3 separate regions of the Mus musculus genome follow, and regions 1 and 2 are each linked to region 3. A link is a contact called in public HiChIP or PLAC-seq data. All regions are on one chromosome and are shown on one strand. The core of a region is the stretch at or near the end of the contact, and the rest is flanking DNA. Distances in the headings are between cores, read along the strand shown. Region 1 overlaps Gm19589 (predicted gene, 19589). Region 2 has its middle 23 kb from the start of Gm28888. Region 3 overlaps Sh3bp4 (SH3-domain binding protein 4).

Evidence for each region. HiChIP or PLAC-seq counts read pairs in DNA pulled down with a chosen protein or histone mark.
Region 1: a contact with region 3 is called in an HNF4G HiChIP or PLAC-seq map of pancreatic cancer cells. The contact joins two enhancer-like sites. A contact is called at or near these places in 3 of 115 datasets of contacts at active chromatin or transcription factors (embryonic stem cells, extraembryonic endoderm stem cells and pancreatic cancer cells) and 1 of 9 other capture datasets (embryonic stem cells).
Region 2: a FOXA1 HiChIP or PLAC-seq map of pancreatic cancer cells shows a contact between it and region 3. The contact joins two enhancer-like sites. A contact is called at or near these places in 4 of 115 datasets of contacts at active chromatin or transcription factors (embryonic stem cells, epiblast stem cells, extraembryonic endoderm stem cells and 1 more) and 1 of 9 other capture datasets (embryonic stem cells).

What each region holds. Positions count from the first base shown.
Region 1 is chr1:88,556,337-88,561,177 of GRCm38.p6, forward strand. It overlaps Gm19589 (predicted gene, 19589), which reads left to right. Exons shown (of 6, transcript NR_037971.2): 3 at 1-439; 4 at 873-982; 5 at 3,532-3,654; 6 at 4,240-4,841. Among named protein-coding and RNA genes, the nearest start is that of Gm19589, 7.2 kb to the left of the region's middle. Within about 2 kb of position 3,420, at least 66 of the 459 cell types and tissues checked have an H3K27ac peak or open chromatin away from gene starts, as enhancers often do. A contact at or near this core is called in pancreatic cancer cells, where this site is marked.
Region 2 is chr1:88,435,163-88,440,068 of GRCm38.p6, forward strand. No RefSeq gene overlaps it. Among named protein-coding and RNA genes, the nearest start is that of Gm28888, 23 kb to the right of the region's middle. Within about 2 kb of position 2,224, at least 46 of the 459 cell types and tissues checked have an H3K27ac peak or open chromatin away from gene starts, as enhancers often do. A contact at or near this core is called in pancreatic cancer cells, where this site is marked.
Region 3 is chr1:89,106,824-89,111,243 of GRCm38.p6, forward strand. It overlaps Sh3bp4 (SH3-domain binding protein 4), which reads left to right. Exons shown (of 6, transcript NM_133816.3): 2 at 435-513. Among named protein-coding and RNA genes, the nearest start is that of Gm34331, 5.5 kb to the left of the region's middle. Within about 2 kb of position 1,973, at least 148 of the 459 cell types and tissues checked have an H3K27ac peak or open chromatin away from gene starts, as enhancers often do. A contact at or near this core is called in pancreatic cancer cells, where this site is marked.

The DNA of each region.
Region 1 (4,841 bases), core at 2,170-4,669, 550 kb before region 3:
TGAAGAGGAAAAGCAATACAATAAAAGAAGTGATGGAGGATTGGATTTTATTAAGAACATATTGAGAGTGTTCCTGGGATTGGATGTTACGGGCATGGTAACTGTAGCTGGTGGAGAAAAAAGCAGACAGTGCCAGCACCTGAGGGAGGGCTGGCGTCGAGGACCGAATTGGAAGGGTTGATTGTGGCAATGAGACATCACTATGATTGGGAGTCGTGTAGCCCACAGCCTGGACAATTGCCTGCAGTATCTCTGCAACTTCCTGTGAGTCAGAGGACGGAGGGGAGAACAGAGGCAGAAGAGGGTGACTGAGCCAGCACACTGTCCTCTGCAGCTTTGGGAGTCACGCCTGTGTGTGCCCGAGCTCCGCCGCCAACCAGCTTCCCTATCTTTGGGCAAGCTATTTAGACGTTGTGGTTCCTTGCTTCATCATCCATAGGTGAGTCAAATAATCTATGTGCCACAGGGCAAGCATGCCAGTGACATAAGATGGTATATGGAATGCTCAGGGCCCAAGAGTTTAGGACATTGGCTACTGGCATCCTCCCTGGGTTGAGGCCACTCAGTGCAGTGGAAGGTGACTGCACGTAGCTGTCAACTGAGTAGAAGGGGTTTCCAAGACTAGGAGGAAGGCCAACTTTCAATCCACTGTTATTATATAGAGTGTTTGCACTCTACATGACTTTAAGGCCACAGGAATCAATCCCACCTTATTCATTCCTTCACATTTCTCTAGTCACAGCCGCCATAATATTGCCATGCTTAGAGAGTCCTTGGGAAAAATAAGGAAAAGAGCAGGAGATCAACTCAAGAAAAACTTCTTTAAATAGTCTCCAAACCAAACCCATCTGCCCCTTGCCTCTTCCTCACAGAGTCCACCTAGTGACCCTGTGGACCCAGGAGCATCAGGGCTCTGGACTTGAAGCATCTATTTGGCATAGTGAAAATCTACATGTTTTCTTCACTGGACTCTTTGGAAATGGTGAGACAATCTCCCCCATCACATTCCTTAACATTAGATCTCAAATTTAATTGCTTAGACTCAAATCTCCAGTGAGGGCCTCCTCAGTCCTAGGAGACTCAGACCAGTCAGTCTGTAGGATCTGGATCCAAAAAGTTAAGTGTAGGTGACATGCTATTAAGGTGTTGAAACTAGATTGGTCAGGATCACCCTGTCCACAGGTAAGGTGAGATAATTTATTCTTCCATCATTTTGGTTCCCGTTCTAGTTCATCACCTGCCCATGTCATCTGGGTGGCTCCATGTCTCTTCCCCTTCCAAAGGACTGTCTTGATGGAACCTGAGCTTTGTCTTGTGACATAGTTGCAAGAATCATGGGTAGTTTCCTCACCTTTGATACCCTGACTCATTCTCCTCATAAACATAACTTTTCTCCATTATGCTTTTAACCCCTATTCTACTAACCCAAATATAGTTTTCCCTCTAAATACAGTGAAGGCTAAAAGAAGAAATTAAATAGCCTATGTGAGGGACAGATGCAACAGGCACGTGTTCTCCTTCAGTCATTTTCCACGATGCCTCACGAAGGCTTATTGATGCACATCACCTCAGGGTACTGACAAGGAGCCTATGCATCCCATTAGCCTCTTGGAGTTTCTGCCATGGAAGTACCTTACCCTTCCTCAACTCATGTATGTTTCTTCTTCCCATTTCTTCAGTGCCAGTGTGCAGTGGGGCACACAGCACTCATTTCATGGTTTTGCAAGAGGACATCTCCTTAAATTTGGGGCCCATGAGACTCTTCTACTTCATCCAAGATCTGGCTTTACTTGACCTTCCTCAACCTGAGTCTTCCTTATGCCCACCCTCTCTTCTCATTCTGAAGAGCACCACACAGGCTTTCTAGATCTCCAGAAGAGAATAAATGGCCTTAGAAGAAACTGTATGTTCCAAAGCCAGCTATGACATCATCTCACTTACCCTCTCTTGCAACTTCTGCCTTGCTAACTAGAACCCTTAAGCACAGCCTGAAGGCACCATATAGAAAGTTCAACTTCCTGGTCCTACCATGTTCTGTGAAAGCCCAAACCTTGGCCCTTATTGGTTGTGCTAGTTAGTTTTAATTGACAACTTGACATGACTAGAATTACCTGGGGAAAGAGTCTCAAAGAGCAATTGTCTAGATCAGGTTGGCCTGTGTGTGAGCCACTATGGGTGACACCATTCCCTAGAAAGTGGCCGGGGGTTGGAGGTGGGGAGTGAGCTGAACAAGGGGATACATTCATTCACTGCTTTCTGCTTTTGACTGTGGGTTGATGTGAACAGTCAGTTGTAAGAAGAGTTCCTACTTCCTTGGCTTCCCTACAGTGGTGATCTGTAACCTGGAACTGTAAGCCAGATAAACCTTTCTCCCTTAAGTTGCTTTTGTTGTGATATTTCATCCCAGCAACAGGAAATGAAGCTAAAACACTGGGGAAATGGGAGGAAGGTTCCAGAGGTCTAATGGGGACCCAGCTCACCCTAACTCTTACAGACTTCACTGTTCCAGTCCATCCTCCACCCACACTATATGAGAGACCAGCCCCTGGATCCTTCCCTAATGCCCTCAAGGAACTGGGAGAGATAATGTCATCCCTGATTGTTCCAAAATCTTTGCTATGGATTAATAATTAAGCCTGATAGCCATCTGCCAGGCACTGATTTCCCCACCAATTGCAACTTCAGTACAAAGAACTGGAGGAATTCTGATGTCCTTTCATTCTCTGGGGCTCTCAGTGGTAAATATAGAGGAATAAATACAAAGCAAATAAAATTAGTATTGACAGAAAAGAATGAGCTGAAGATATTGAGCATAAACTTACTGACCTTTCCTTTCTAGAAAAAAAAAGGAAGATTTCTTCGTGTTCTTGGGAATGGGCAAGGGTTCAAAGCCACCAGGACCCTCTGGCTCCCTGGGCAGACACGGGAGCTCTGACTGCTTGAGAAGATCCACCATGATCCATGATCTAGTATCTGTTCTCTGTCTCAGCTTAGCAGCTCCAGGGGGAGAGAGAGCAGGATGAGCCTGCACAGGGATTGGCTCGCAAGATCAAAGGAAAAGCAGAGAAACAGTGCAGCCACTCTCCTCTGGAAAGGCTGGGACACACATGGATCACTGCCAGCCGAGCTCCTCCTGTGGGCTGAGCCCCCGTGAAGGTCCCTGACTCTGGGGAACTCTCGGGATCTGTATCACTTCTTCATGTTAGTCGTGTTTATTTAAGCAAAGAGCATGACTGTGCGCTTGAGTTGCCCCAACAGCACAGAGCATGGGCTTTGGCTCTCATGAAAGCTGGGATTCCTCTCAGAGGTGTGCAAACCATGTGTTTTTAACAACTTAGTAACTTGCCTTTGCCCCGGCTTCCTCGCCTGTAAAACAGCAGTAAGAGCAACACGGAACTTTGTAAGGGTTCGTGGAGATGAGCTACATTCCTGGCACATTCACAAGCGATAGTACTTGCTGTTATTTACACAGCAATGGTTTCATTAATGTTATTCCATTTGCTCATTATTTACTTGTTCTGTTTGTTTTAGACAGTCTTATTATGCACTCCAGGCTCTCAAACTCTGGCTTCTCATGCTGCAAACTCTCAAATGCTGAGGCTACAGGCATTGCTGGTCTGTGCCACCACACCAGACAAGAGCAGTTAAGAGTATGTGAGTACTATCATTTAGAAGATTAATGAATGGTAGCTATAAACTATTTTTAAATAGATGACTGTTTTTTTTTTCTTTTAAGAATTCAGTGTGTATGGGGGTGTGTAGGGGTATGTGGGTGAGTGTGTATGTGGTATGTGAGTATGTATGTATGTGTGAGTGTGTGTGTATAAGAGTGTGTATGTACATGAGTGTGTATGTGGTGTGAGAGTATGTGTGTATGTGTGAATGTTTGTATGTGTGTGTGAGAGTGTGCACATGACTATGTGTGTATGTATGTGAGTGTGTATCTGCATGTGAGTCTGTGTGTGAGAGTTTGTATGAGTGTGTATGTGAGTGTGCATGTGAATGTATATGTGTGAGTGTATACGTGTGTGTGTGAGAGAAAGAGAGAGAGTGTGTGTGTGTGTGCACGTGCGAGCGAACACACTTGTGGAAGTCAGAGGAAGACTTGTAGCTGTCAGTTCCCTCCTACCACATGGGTACTAGGAAATCGAACTCAAGTGGTTAGTCTTAGCAGCAGACACCTTCAACTGGTGAGCTGGCCCAATGACTACAGTTTGTTTTGTTTTTTTACTATTTCAGCAATACAGCCTGCTTTTAAAACTAAGTAAACAAAATGGAACGGGGAGGGGAAAGGACCACCAACAACAGCATCAAGCATGAGACTCTTCTTGGGAACAGCTGTGCCTCTAGGCAGACAGATGAATCCAGGTGGCCTTTGATGTCTCTCGGAGCAGAGTATTGTGATGAGTCCTGGCCTCCCTGGAGCTTTTTCATCATCCCTAAATTGGAATCTGCTGCAGAAGCCGTTATCAGCAACCTCGAGCACACTTTCCGGAACAGCAGCTAGAAACCCAAATAAATGCTCTCATTTCCCAAATGCTTGACTCGGGAATGTGAGCCACTGAGTCACAGCTCTTGACTTCAGGGTGACCTGGCTTTTGAGGTGCTGGCCTGAGTCATACCACCTGACCCTACACCATTTGTGTTCTTGGCAACTGACATCGTCTCTGTGTAAGCCAGGCTCCTTCCTCACACTGGGGCTGCTCGAGAATTTCGCAATGTGCAGGGCTCAATGGATGGACCACGGAGATCCTTAAGCACAATGGAATCAAAGATGCCAGCAACTGTTGCCACTTGCTCCTTTGAAACAGTTTTTGAAAAACCCTGTAAGCCTGGCTGAG
Region 2 (4,906 bases), core at 974-3,473, 670 kb before region 3:
GTGTCCTTATAAGAAAGAGAGATTAAGGCATGAGCACACACACAGACCTGTGGAGATGCGAAAGAGAGGGTAGCTGCCTGCACACCAAGGAGAGGCTCTAGAAAAAAACCTGACTTGCCAACACCCTGACCTTGGGCTTCTAGTATTAGGCTCTGTAATAAAATGGGTTGCTATTGCTTGAGCCACACAGGGTGTTCTGCAATGACAGCTCTGCAATGAATGCAGTGATGTATTTGCAGTGTTTTCAGTATGAGGCCAAGCACATGGACATCTTTGAAGGTTAGGAGGGAGTTATTTAGCCTACCACAATTACAGTGGAACCACCAGACAGCTTGGTTTATTAAAAGCTCCAGGCCATGAGGGCACTTTATAGGTGATACAAGCAGGCCACTCCTTTTTCCCCTTTGTGAGAAAGGGTTTTGTGTAGCCTAGGCTGGCCTCTGACTCACTATGTAGCTTGAGGATGGTCTCGAATGAGCCCCTCACCTCTAACTCCTGAATGCTGGAATTCTGAGCACGTATCACCTGACCCGGTTTATTCAGTACTAAGAAATCACATGCTAGGTGTCTTAGTAAGTTTTCTAGTGCTGTTAAGAGACATCATGTGGTGGCGCATGCCTTTAATCCCAGCACTCGGGAGGCAGAGGCGGGCGGATTTCTGAGTTCGAGGCCAGCCTGGTCTACAAAGTGAGTTCCAGGACAGCCAGGGCTATACAGAGAAACCCTGTCTCGAAAAACCAAAAAAAAAAAAAAAAAAAAAAAAAAGAGAGACATCATGACCAAGACAACTTATTAAAGAAAACATTTAATTGAGTGCTTGCTTAGTTTCAGAGGGTGAGTGTATAATCCCACAGCAGGGAGCATGCCACCAGGCAGACAGACATGATGTTAGTCTACTGGCTAAGAGCTTATATCCTGACCCACAAGTTGGAGGCGTAGAGAGGGAGACTGGATCTGGCATGGTCTTTTGAAAGTGCAAAGTGTATTCCCAGTGACACACCTCCTCCAAAAGGGCCACACCTTCTAATCCTTCCCAAAGAGTCTACAACTGGGGACTAAACATTCAAACATATGCACCTATGAGAGCCATTCTCATTCAAACCTCCACACTGGGCAATCGTTCTACCCATTGATCTATATGTCCAGCTACATCATTTCATTATTAAAATAATCATATGGAACAGCAAGCATTACCGGTAAGGATGCCTTAGAGAAGCACTTGCCTTTCACTGTAATAAGAGGAGGATCGCTGGGCATGGTGGCACACGCCTCTAATCCCAGCACTCGGGAGGCAGAGGCAGGCGGATTTCTGAGTTCGAGACCAGCCTGGTCTATAAAGTGAGCTCCAGGACAGCCAGGGCTATACAGAGAAACCCTGTCTTGAAAAACAACAACAACAACAAAAAAAAAAAAAAAAAAAGAGGAGGATCATGGACAAATGCCTTGGGTGTCTACATTATGTCTTCCTTCTTCTCAAAATAAGGGGAGGGTGGGCAGATCTATAGCTTAGTGGCTGACAGCATACACTGCTCAGGCATAGTCCCATTCCCAGGACCCATGTCAGATGGCTTACAAACTGCCTCTCACTCCAGCTCTAGGGGATCTGTCACCCTCTTTTGGGGTCTGCAAGTACTACACTCCAATGTGGACACACAGACACACAGCATACAACATGAATAATTCCAACCAAAAATAAATATTAAAAATAACAATGATACTGAACAGTGGGTTGCTGTCCTCTGATAGATGTGAAGATAGGGAGACAAGAGCATCTCTGAGGACTGCACAGGCCTCTCTGGTCACCAGGGGCTCCTCTACTTCTGCAAAGCCCTGGTAGGCCCACTTGGCAACCTATACAGCCATCTAGTAGCCTAAGAATCTTCCTTGGCCTACCCAACTGCCACGGCCCTCTTCGATCACCACAGGAACATTACATGGGAGGGGTGAGGATGTGTGCCCCAGAGGACCCTGCTCAACCTTGCAGCTTTTTCTGCTTTCTTCTAATGGGCTGTGGTTCTCACCCTCTAACATCAGCCACAGTTGGGAGACCTGCAGGTTTTCTTCTTCTGCCCACAACCTCAGCATTCTTTGTCCTGTTATCCAAACAGACACTCCCTTGGCTCCCACCCAGCAAAGAACTGGCACCCCAAAGGCCAAACAGTCTCGGCTCTGATGGGCAAACAAAACCAAGACAGGTAGGAAACCTGAACCTTGTCTGTCTCTGAACAAGGTACTGTGAAGGTAATGGCCTTGTGCGTCACCTGGCACCTGGAAAGAAACACAAAGCTGGTGCCCAGGGGGCTGCTTCCTGGCCGCCCTGGGGCCTGCTCAGCCTGGGGCTCTATGTGACAGGATTGGCTGCCTTAGCCCTAGCTGTGTGACAAGAAAGAGTAGGGCTTGCAGCTTCCAGCGGGTTCTGTTAACTAGGCCATGGCTCAACTGGAAAGTGTGTGTGGTTCTGTGGGCAAGTCCAGGAGCTGACACTACCCTTAAGCACAGTTCTAGCAGCGAGTCACACCCCCATATCCATTCTGACTGCTCCATGCCACTCAGGTCTGGGTGATTTGTTACACGAGGAAGCTAATAACTCTAATTATGTCATAACTATTTTCCCTCACAGCAGTATATTGCTCTGTGGTAGAAAGAAGTCAGCCAGCCTTCTCTCATAAACTATTTAATGTTTGCAAATGGAACTACAATAAATACAAATTAAATACACTTGAACACACATTTGGAGAGTCTGTTCTGAGTGAGGAATTCCTGGAACACAGGTCACACCCTTCACTTCGGCACAGTGCATACCTCTCCTGCAGGAAGCCTAGCCCTCAAAAGACTGTAATTTCTGTAAATATTATTTTATGCTAGTTAGTACAAGACATAATAACTCGGCGACTCATTCATATAACAGTGATGACAAGTCCCTTCTTTGGGAGTGTAAAATGGGCCTTCCATCAGCCAGGCACAACCTAGTACTTAGGCCGTCTGGGTTACCCTTCCTATGTATTTTAGCCATCATGAGCTCATATCTGTCACATCTGGTTTGGGCGCCAACTGTGGATTATGAGTGTGCTTCTTTGACATTTTCTTGTGTTGATCCGAGCTCTAAAAGCAAATACTGAGCTACAGAACATCAGGTCTAAGTGCTCCAGACAGGGGTGCTGTGGAGATTTCACACTCAGTCTTCAACAGACTGGCAAAGCAGTGCTTCTCAACCTGGCGGGGAAGGGGAGTCGAATGATCCTTTCACAGGGGTCACATATCAGATATCCTGCATAGCAGATATTTACGTTGTGATTCATAACAGTAGCAAAATAACAGCTATGAAGTAACTTTATGGTTGGGGGTCACCACAACATGAGGAACTGTATTAAAGTTGCCTAGAAGGGTAAGAACCGCTCTGGTGTAGTAAAAGGATCTCTGCTGCTCTTTCCGAGAGCCTACCTGGCCCTCCAGCACCTGTATCCTTAAGAAATCGGCAAGAACGACTGGGAAACTGTCCATCTGGAGTGTGAGGATCTGATCCTTGGTGTACACTTGATTGACATCTAATTTTTTTTTCTTGTGAATATTTGTGAGTGTCCCTTACGCTTGCTGGCATATTGTGGGCAGTAATTGAAGGAGCTAAACAGAGTCTAACCATATCTCAATCTGCTGCTCCTGCTGATGGTCAAATCGTCCCTTTGAAGCTGTTTGTTTCTTTCTAGGACTGAGGCAATGTGTCTCAACTGCATCATTGGACAGGTCTTTCTAAACACTGTACTACAAGGTGGTATCTGGAGTCAGGGTTTTACCAAATCCTCAAGGTCATGCTTATGTAAAACATGCGCCAATTATCCTAGGGACATCTTGCTGAGTTTTTGTTTTTGTTTGTTTGTTTGTATAAAACTTTGGAGTGAGGGTTAGAAAGACATCTCCATTTGTAAAGTGCTGGCCACACAAGCATAAAGACCTGAGATCAGTTCCCCAGCATCTCTGGATAATAAGAAGCCAAGTGTGGAATGCCAACACTCGTGTCTGTAATTCCAGCTTGGGGTAGATCCCTATAATTCATTGGCTAGCCAACCTAGCCTATCAGTGACCTCAAGGTTCAGTAAGAGACCTTGTCATAAAAGATAAGGTGAGGTGGTAAATGATAGAGGAAGACACCAAAGGAGGACCTCCGATCTCCCCATATGTACATTGCACACACACGCACACACACACACACACACACACACACACACACACACACACACACACACGCATGTGTGCATGCACACAAATAATTTTAGTTGTTACATGTGTTTGTACCTTCATGTACAAAATTGGGATTACAAACAGTAAAGGAAACCATAGAACCCATACAGAACTAGATACTGCATGGAAGTGTAACTCTGAGTGACAGCATATAAAATCTCATGGCTACTCATAAACTTATAATAAGGGTTTGCAGTTGTGATAAGACTCTAAACACTTAGTCTCAGAAGAACTGATTAGCATAAGACCAGTGGAGATCCACTGTTACTTTGCCCAACAACTATGAAGTAATGCCCTGGTTGTGTAAGAGGAGTATAAATATACATACACAAAACATGTGTATACACACATGCACAAACACACACTATGCAGAACTTTACATCGCCTTCTCCAGCACCGGTGCCATGTCTGCCTGCGTGTCACCATGCTTCCCACCATGCTGGTAATGACCTAAACCTCAATGAAATGTTTTCCTTCTTAAAATTTTATTTATGTTTATCTTATGTGCATTGGTGTTTTCCTTGCATGTGTGCTTGCGTGAGGGTGCCAGATGACTTACAGACACTTGTGAGATGCCATGTGGGTGCTGTGAATTGAACCTGGGTCCTCCAGGAAGAAAAGTCAGTCAGTGTCCCCAACCGCTGAGTCACATCTCCAGCCTCAAATGTTC
Region 3 (4,420 bases), core at 723-3,222:
ATGTGCACAGCCGTACAAGCACCCCAGTTCTTGAAAGTTGACGTGTGGTAGATGGCGTCGGGAACTCAAGCCTTTAGCCCCACCATATCTTACATGGTGTATGGTGATCAACTCTGCCCTTGCTGGTGGTCATTCTGTGGCTGTCTCACTGTGTCACAGAGATACCTGAGGTGTGTCACACCTGCTCCATTGGGCTGGAATCTACCTGGGTTTGGCTGCTGCTCTATAATAACCAGTGGCTGGAGCAGAATAACCAGTGGCTGGAGCAGAGGTAGCCCAGAGATGGTTGCTGTGTCCTTCCAGCAGCGCAGGCCTGGGAGGCCTGCAGTGACGGATCTGCTGCCTAACTGTCTATCTCTACCCCCACCTCTGCAAAGACTTACAACAGAGTCGACTCTCAGAATCTTCTCACACTTGCCCTTTCTGTCTCCTAGGGCATCCCTCTTCTCGAGGATGGAAGGTGGAGTCTTGGAGTTTTTCCTCTGACATCAAGAGGCCAACATCCCCCAGCAGGTAAGCAGGCCCTTAATAAGGTTGATCCCTTTAACCTCTACCCAGTAGGGCAGCATTTGGTGCCTGAGATGCACAGGCCAGTGAATGCATATCAGGGTTAGAGAGGAGGAAGGCTTCCAGCACACAGAGATTCACAGAAGCAAGGGGAAATAACTTTCAGAAGTTTCCGGTGATGTGTCCTTTCACAGGTATCACCAGCACCTCCCTTATTACCCACCCCCCCTTCATCTTCTCCAGTTCAGTGAGCCCTGCCGGCAAAGGTCAGTTGCCTGAGGCTGGCACCTGTGTGTTTCCGGGATGGCCACGTTCCTGTTTATTTTCTGAGAATTCCCATTCATGTCCTATGGACAAACCAGCCCAGCAGCTTGCTGTCTCTGGTGACAGCATGGGGCAGGGCCAGTGGCCTGTCCTGCCTTTGCACAAAGGAGCTGTTATTTTAACATGAGTTTCTCAAGTCCAGTGATGAGCAGTTGGTTCCATTGGCCCTGAGGTTCGAGATCACACACACGCACACACCCTTTCCAGGAGTGTCGGGAGGAAGGGCTGAAGAGGATTAGTGGGTACATGGTGTTGTGTTCTTGGATTTGTTTCTGATCTTTCCCATCTGACTGCTGGTAGGACTGTCACTGTCCCCAGTAAAGTCAGTGGAGGAGGAATTTACACATGACATGGCGGCACCTTGTGTCTTTCTGGCTACTACCTCTGAGTGCAGAGTGCCTGCTCTGGAGGCTGCAAAAGCAATTTGAGGACCAGCTGCTGGGTCATGTCATCTTCCATTCTGGAACATATATGCACTTTCATAAAGCCCACTGCTGGCTACAAGAGTTGTTCAGGCATTTTCTTTAAATCCACGGTGCCCTCTGTGAAGCCAAGAAAGCTCCTTGGTATTTGTTTCTACGTCTCTGCTGATCTTTTTTGTCTTGTCTGTGTTCGAGTCCACATGTGCACTAGGGTAGGGAGAGTGCCTGGGTGTCCTGGGATACCACAAAGTATGCAGGAGCTGTCAGCCCTGGCTGGGGTCAGTGTTCAGGCTCCTGAGGTCTGGGGGTTTAATGCCCAGGAAGTGGCCAGCAGCAGGCCTTTTCCTTATAAGTGCAGTTCCTTGCCCTGTGGATGGTGATGTGTTTGGGTTGTGGAAACAAGCTGAGAGCCATCCACATTCCACACATTCTTTTGGCCTGGCATTGGGGGCTTGGGGGGGGAAGGGCTCTGAATTTACTATGGGTGGCTGTGGCTTGATTCTCTCTGGGTGAACACAGTGGTTTCCAGAGGGTTGTGCAACAGGAAATGGGGCAGGGGGCTGCTTCTGCTCTCCCTCTTCAGCCTTACTGCTCTTGGTTATTCGGGTCGAGGCTGGTTGAGCAGGCCCTATTCTGATCTGTGTTGGAGGAGACTAAAGGGTGCGACTGCTCTTTGGCCCCAGCACTTTCCTGGGTGGTATTTGTGTGGTTTGCTTTTTCTGGCGCTCTGCCAGATGCACAGGGCCAGCGAGATGTTAGGGAAGAGGAAATAGGAGGTGCCCTGGGGTGACTCTGTCATCTCAGGCGAGCCAGTGGGCCTTGGTGTCTCCTACCTGAGAACCCAGTGTGCTGAGGTAGGCAAAGGGTGCTTACCCCGAGATGATATATCTTTGGGTGCAGTTCAGGGACTCCCCGTCAGTCATCACAGCACTCAGAAAGCCCAACACTTGGTGGCTGTGATACATAGTGGTCAGTTCCTGTGATTTTTGTCCCAGGAAAACAACTGTCCCATGTTCTCAGTGTTTATATTCATAGCCTGATTGGCTCAGAGGTCATTGTGATAGAGAGCTGCCCAGCGTTTCGATGCCCAAAGTGCTGCGCTGCCATTTCTGTTGTTTACTTAGAACACCTGCTATATAAGGTGCAAAAGCTTAGCCTGCTCCTGACCCCAGTTGGTTCCAGTTGAAAATCTTTTGCCCTATGACCATGCATATTGCTGCTCAAAGTGATGGGGGCAGTGTTCAAGTCATCTTTGAGGCCAGTGTGACCAGCCCGTGTACCTGTGATAGATAGATAGGGGTCTTGCTTGATAGGTTCGTTAAAAGGCGGGAAAAGTCTTAAGCACCACAGGTAACATTGTAGAAATTGTAGAAACACTGCAAACAGGAGCAGGGAGAGTCAGCAGTTGAAGGAAGGGTTTTATGAGGTTAGAAACACAGGCATGCAGCAGGCACACAGAGAAAAGGCCCTCTGTCTGTAAAGCCGCATGTCTTTATGCCTGCAAAGGGATATCAGTCTCTTTAGGGCTGTGTGTGTGTGTGTGTGTGTGTGTGTGTGTGTGTGTGTGTGTGTGTGTGTCTGTCTGTCTGTCTGTCTGTCTGAAGTTTTCTCTCCCCTAATTTAGGGTTAGTTAGTTTGAAGACAGGTATGATGAATGTTGGTGGGCCCACAACTGTTATGTGACCTGTCCTGACCTAGCCTTGAATTTGCTGAGGTGGACCTTCAGCAGGGAAGGGAGACCAAAGCCTCCAGGACTTTTATTTTAGGCTACCAGGCTTTTGTCTCAAGTCTGGAGTGGGGAGGTGAGGAACCCTCCTCTTGAAATTCGACACCTTTATTACCTAGCCATGCGCTCCCCCTCCCTCTAGTCTGTCTACCAGGGAGTCTGTCTAACTCGTGCTCTCTAACCTGAGACAGTTCAGAGCTCAGCCCAGCAGGTAAGAACAAGCAGGGAGCCTGAGGTCATGGAGAGCCTGAGCTCTCTGTCTGTCCGGTGTGTCCTGTCCTCTCCCACTACGTCATCCCCCTCTACGGTCCACACCAGCTCCACACCAGCGTGTGGCTCAGAGTCCCCTGCAGCTTTGATGATCACCTGCTCCTTTTGAATTTTCTTAGGCCCCAGGGCTCTCTGTGTTCCCTGCCCATTTTACAGATGAGAAAATAGGCCTCTGAGAGGGCCTCATTCCGGCTTAGCTCAGGGGGTTAGTGTGAAATAGAAAAGCCCAGGCCTAGAATTCCACCGGGTTTGTGTGCCCTCCAGGGTACCTTAACTCACTTCTTAGTCTGTACCTGGGAGGCCACAGGAGTCATTGGGCATGTGCCACATCCCTGATCCCATCACGGACCTGTTTGGAGAACCACAAGGAGCCACAGAGTAGAAATTAACAGGTGAAGTTAATATTGGGATGGTAAATGTCTTTAAATGTCAAATATACAATTAAGAAATTAAATGGTCTAAAAGGAGGGTTCTATCAATGTATGGTGGCTTGCCTATCGACTTTTTCTTTAGAAAACCAGTTTATGCATCGTGGAGAGTCACTAACAAATTTTGAGCTTGTGTTATGTACCTTGTATCTTGAATGCCCCTTAGAGCCCCATGTGTTGAAGGCTTGACTATCAGCCTGGGGTACCACTGAGGGGTGATAGGACCCTTAGGAGGTGTGGCATTATGGGACAAAGTCATGGGCTCACTCTTGAGCTGTGGGTTAGGATCAGGACATAGAGCAGGAGATAGTGGCTCCCAGACAGAGTCAAAGTAATTAATGCCCATAGCCCGGCCAGCATGAAACCCTCAGCCGGCTCAGACCATCTCCATCTGACATTCAAGTGCCAAGTCTCTCCCTTGGGTGCCTGTGGGCCTCTCTGGGGGTCAGGTGTGACCTCACAGTTTCTGGCAGGTGATCAAGGAGGCCTGAGGCCAGCAGTGGCTACGGGAGGTTGTTCTTGGTGTCTTCCAAAACCTCTGCCTTGAGACAGCCACAAAATCTGTGCATCTTCAGTCAGTAAAGGACTTCAGCTGAAGGTGGGCAAGATCAGTGGGGGTGGAGTGGGGGACTGGGGTGGGGGGAGACAGGAAAGGAACCTAAGCCTACTTACTGTTTATAAGAGGCCGCCCATGTGACAGCCTTTTCAAGCAGGTGTGCCCTGGGGACAGGGAAGACATTCTA